Regions from separate parts of the Zea mays genome. Here region 1 is linked to region 2. The links are chromatin contacts, called in public Hi-C maps. All regions are on one chromosome and are shown on one strand. The core of a region is the stretch at or near the end of the contact, and the rest is flanking DNA. Distances in the headings are between cores, read along the strand shown. Region 1 holds the start of LOC100279586 (putative IQ calmodulin-binding and BAG domain containing family protein). Region 2 holds the start of LOC100276521.

Region 1 (2,700 bases), core at 70-2,569, 580 kb before region 2:
TCCACATCGACGATGGCATAGCCATCACCGTGCGTTCTTCAATTCGCCCTTGTCATCGGCTCTTTCATCCCTAGTGTTTTTTCGAGTGGGTCAGTAGTTGTGTGATGGTTCTTCTTGGTACGCCAAAAAGATCGCCACGAACATGAAGGCGACCATCATTAAGTGGGAATCCAGTCCACGCAGACTCGCTCGCTCAACGTCGATGCACGTTCTAGTTTTCCACGGCATGCCCAGGGCTCCCTAGTGCCATTTCATCATGTCCCCATCGGCTCTGACCCCGCGACTGCCGGCGAACATGTGCAATGGCAACGACCGCTCGACACTAGATCATGCTGAGTAATCCGTTTCTGGCATCATCGACATCTCTACCGATGTAGTCTCCTCCCACGCACCGGACCACCTCCTCGTCATCGTCCACGACATCCTCGGTAGGTGTGTGCTCATGCCCGTCTCACCCTTCCTCATCAGTTCTGATCAACCTGCACGCCTCTCCACTCTCTAGGGTTCCACGGTCCCACATGTGCCATCACCTTGCCTATCCGATCTGCCACCTCGTCGTCTCACATGTTCCATACCAACTCCGCCGCGTAGCCTCTCTGCGACGTGATCTAGATCTAGGTATGTATTCTTCCAACCCTGCAATCTCATCTCCCATTCCCGCTCCTCCTTGGGTAATCCATCGCTCTTGTCAGAGTGATATATGTCGATTGGGGTAGCTTGGATCAGCTTCGCTCCTTTTCTCGGTTCTGATGGCATGGTTGGTTGTTGCCCTATGCAGGTTGGCGAACACAAGGTTGATTTGTCCCTTATGGTTGGTTCATAATGAGTGATTGTCAATAAGTAGCGTCTCGGATTGAGTCGTGGACTAACTGAGACATGAATTATGTGTTATAAAACCATGTCAATATCACTAGTAATATAAATATAAGATTAACATGGTTATTTATTTATCATATAAATATATTTTAACATTTTAAAATGTGGATACATTATTTAAATTATATTCATCTATAAATAATAATTAGTGATAAAAATAAGTTTTAAATGGTTTTATCGAAATTCACGCATGCTAAAATTATTGGATATATGCCGGTTTTACCAAATACGAATTTAGAACTTGAAAAAGAAAAGTACTAGAAATCAAATTTAGACATACTTATATTAAAATGAAATACAAATACGAATATCTATATAAAGGAAATCCATATCAGCTAACACCTATGTGGTCACTACTGACGACCATGACAAACATGGGCCCACGCGTCACCAGAGTCGTTGACCCCTCCTTTCCCCACGTTTCCAGAACCCTCCCGAACCACAAAACTCGTCCCAGTGCTCAAGCAATTCGAAGCTCCGGAACATTCCGAAGACGACCAAAGCCTTCTCGAACTTTCGCACTCGTCGTATATAGGCACCGCGACAACATCCCCTACCATCACACCATCAATCACAGAGCAACTGGAATAGCAGCTCCAACAAAAGCCCAACGCACCAGCAGCAATGGCGTCTCGCCGTTTCTTCTACGACGACCCCTACGACTACTACTACACCTCCCCGTACCACTACGCCTACCCCTATTACCGGTACCAGCACCCCGCTCCGTCCCGCGGCGTCGGCGGGTTCTTCCCGGCCGCCGCAGAAGCCGCGCCGGAGGCGGTGAAGGTGGACCCGCGGCCCAGGGTCGAGTCTTCGAGGTCGGTCTCCGTTCCCGTCCGCTTCGTCGGTTCCGATCCGGAGCCGGTGCGCGGGGCGGCCAGGATGCCACAGGCGGCGGTGCTGAGGAAGCGGGCGCCGTCGTCGGAGGCGGCGGCGATTAGGCTGCAGGCCGCTGCGCGCGGGTTCATGGCGAGGAAGTCGGTGCGTGCTGTTCGTGAGGTGGAGCGTGAGGCGGCGGAGGTCGGAGAGAAGGTTGCGCGCGAGGCGGAGGCGCTGCGCGGGGACGCGAGGGCGCGGATCGCCGTCGGGGAGACGCTGATGAAGATGCTGCTGCGGCTCGATGCGGTGCGAGGCGCGCGGGAATACCGGAAGAGGGTCACCAAGCGGGTCCTCGCGCTGCAGGATGCTGTTGACGCCCTCGAACCAAAGCCGGCGCCGGATTCGGAGGTCGTGGCGGAGGAGAACGAGTCTGAGGTGACGTCCGAGATGGTGGACGACAGCGCGGAGGCGACGGAGATGCCGGTCGCCGCTGAGCACAGCGGCGGGGTTGGGGTGAATGCGGCGGCTGAGACGGTTGCCGATATGGAGGTGGACGGGGGCAAAGCTGACAGCGAGGCGGTGCCAGAAGCGGTGAAGGAATCCGAAAATAAGCAGGACGACGGGCACATTAACGGCGACCAGACGGAAGTCTCCAATGAGGGCGAATGGGAGATGGTGGCGGATGAAGCGGAGCCTACAACTGCGGCGACGGGTTCCACCGAGGCGCCCCCGCAGACACCGATGACGAGCGAGGTGATGAGGCCGACAGGGGAGGCCGGAGCTGCCGACAGCGCCCTGGACACTCGGAAGGTTATGGAGATGGTCGCGGCCCTGTGCGAGCAGAACGCGCAGCAGTGCGCGGTGATCGGGGCTCTGGCGGAGCGCGTGGACGCGCTTGAGCGCGCCGTGCGGCGGGTGGAGGACGCCGAGCGCCGCCGCCGGCGGGGCAAGAAGCTGAAGAAGGATGGGAAGGGGAGCAATAGGTGCTACACCGATTGAGGACAG
Region 2 (2,700 bases), core at 146-2,645:
CTAAGACATCATGTTTCCTAACACTTAAATCAGAGATTAAGTACCAACCTGTGAAGGCAATCCTCTTTAGAACCAATACTATGCTCCCAGCGTTTTAAGCTCTCTTCTCTTTGGTAAGACAGTTCTTGCAACTGCTTTGCTGCTGCAGCTAGAAAAATGTGTGGCAGGTTCTTCAACAGACCACACAAGAAGCTGCCTTCACATGTTTGGGGCTCAAGTGGTGCATCCACACTTTCAAATTTAGAATCATCAGGCTTTGCACTAGCTACTGTACTCCAGAGCTTTTTAGTTGCGGATATAGATCTCCAATTCAAAATATTTCCCTGCGTTTTGATGTTGACAAGGAACTATTTCATAATAATGTAAGCAGATTAAACATCAAAGTTGCAGATTTATAAGAGTGACTCAAAATAATTATCAGCTAAACAATGGAATGTTTTTGGAATTAAAATTTCTGAAACTTATATTTGGACTAAAGTTATGCAGCTTATGCTAGTTACTTAGAAGTTAGAACAACTTGTTTTTTGTTTTTGGAAAAGGAAGGTATACTAACTTTAAAGATCAGTCTTGAAACAAGATAGACTTCCGACTTCTGATTCATATGAATCACACAGCTAGAACAAGTAGATCAGTCATTATTATACTGTAGTTGCCTAGTTGGGAAATTGCACAGCAAATGTGTCTTTTGTTCCATAAATCAGGCAAAAAGTTTGTACTCTGTTTTAAATGGCTTGGTTTAGCGAAAAAATACAAGAAAATACCAGAGTATTGACTTATATTTGCGAAAAGGTTGATGAGGTAGTACTAGGATCAAATGAAAAACAAGAATGTTGACTAAATTTCTCTACTGCTGAATTTTAATTCGAACATGATATCGATCCCATGTAAACCGTCAACTCTACCAACCAATTGCCTTCCCAAAATGAAGTTGACAAATTGCAATTTGCAAGATGAACTCTATAGATGAAAAGACTATTCAGGTAATCCTTCTCCTGCTTGGTTAGATTAAACCCTACCTTGAAAAACTTTACAGGCTCAAGAACCCCAAGAACCGTTACCAAACCCACCAATAACGCTACACACACAACAAAAATAAAAGCCGCGTTCCCAAGTCCATGTCCATAGGTAGCGACATCGCCTCCTGACTATACACGAATTCACTAACTCACTTCCAATTTCAGAGCTACATAAGCTGTAAAAATCAGAAAAGAACCTGTAGCTGCCAGCAGGTGTAGTATCCAAACGCTGCCCCCGATGCGTGACGGGCGCCTCGCCGAATTGCCGGTCGGAGGCAATTCGAAGCTACGGCGGCGCGAGGGCGGAGGCCGGCCATGCGGAGGGAATGGGTGGGGCGAGCAGGTGTTCAGGTGAGGTGGCGAGAGAGAGGTGTTCAGGAGTTGGATAACGTCGGGACGGCCGGAGAGGAATCAGCGGGGCGCACTGCTGGCCTGGGTGCGCTCGCGTGAAACCACAAGCGGTGGCGTGTTCCGCGCATGTGGTGAGCAGAGTGGGGTGGACCAAGTGGTCGCGATTGGTTGGCTCCCGCACGACGAGATAATGTGAGATCATGGAACTGAAATCAATTTTAATAATTATTGTTTGTATATATATATATATATTAAGTTAATATATATATATATATAAAGTTAATATGAATACGATAATATGTATAATATATTTATATGCTATCATTAGTTACAATAGAGGTATTTATGTACTGGATTTCCGCTGGAGGGAAGTCCAGGAGCATGCTAGAAATTGCAGATTAGAAATACAACATTGATCTATACAATCAATTTCCATCATACACCGTATAAATTTAAAATAAACTTCTAAATTTTGTAAAGTAATAGAATGTCAAATTCCAAGCTTAATATCTTAGTTTATTAAGGTTGTGCTTAGTAGACCGTGCATTTAGTCGTGCAAGATTTGCTTGACCTTTGAATGCACTAAAGCTAATAGTTAGTTGCTAAAATTAGCTATAGACATCCAAACATCCATTCAACTATTAGTTATTTTTAGTAAATTAGTTAATAGTTAGTTAGCTAATTTCACTAGCAATTTTTTAGTCAACTAACTAACTATTAGTTCTAGTGTATTTAAACACCCCTTAGGCCTAGTTTGGATACTTTGGGATTGGAGTGTTTCGAAGGGATTGGAGAGGGTGCAAATCCCAAATAGATCAAATACGCTCTCAATACATCTTAATCCACTCCAATCCCACTCATTACTAGAGTATCCAAACAAGGCCTTAGGCTTTGTTTGGATACTCTAGTATTGACCCCAATCCACATGTATTGAGGTGGATTGGGTGTAAATTAGTTTAAGTTACACCACAATTCAAATCAATACATATGGATTAGAGTCAATACTAGAGTACTCAAACCAGACCCTAGTCTTCTCGTGTAGCATGCTTGGTGTACCTCATCTCCTTTGGATTGCTTTCCATGCAATGAGATACATAGGTACATAGCATTGACACTAGCTACTAAGCCTCTGTGTGAATTAGAGAGTCGGGCGGATGATTAATCTTGATGGAAATCTGAAAGTGAGCATTTTTTTTCTTCTGAATGCTCTCTTGTTGTCAAAGTCAACTAGGGCATGCAGTAGACCTAGAGGTCTTACCCATGAGCCTTTGAGAAATTTGTACAATCAGTTAAAGGGTAAGCTTGATATCATTGTCCTATTCTAAGCATGTGT

What was found. Hi-C and Micro-C count contacts between places; a contact is called where the count stands out from the background.
Region 1: a contact with region 2 is called in a Hi-C map of ear, with 2.5 times the contacts expected there. The contact joins the promoter of LOC100279586 here to the promoter of LOC100276521 in region 2. A contact is called at or near these places in 3 of 25 Hi-C or Micro-C datasets (ear, endosperm and leaf).

Annotation. Positions count from the first base shown.
Region 1 is chr4:23,025,889-23,028,588 of Zm-B73-REFERENCE-NAM-5.0, reverse strand. It overlaps LOC100279586 (putative IQ calmodulin-binding and BAG domain containing family protein), which reads left to right and starts at 1,319. Exons shown (of 1, transcript NM_001152583.2): 1 at 1,319-2,700. The coding sequence starts at 1,501. The coding sequence ends at 2,694.
Region 2 is chr4:22,443,558-22,446,257 of Zm-B73-REFERENCE-NAM-5.0, reverse strand. It overlaps LOC100276521, which reads right to left and starts at 1,395. Exons shown (of 3, transcript NM_001150287.1): 1 at 1,214-1,395; 2 at 49-323. The coding sequence starts at 1,333.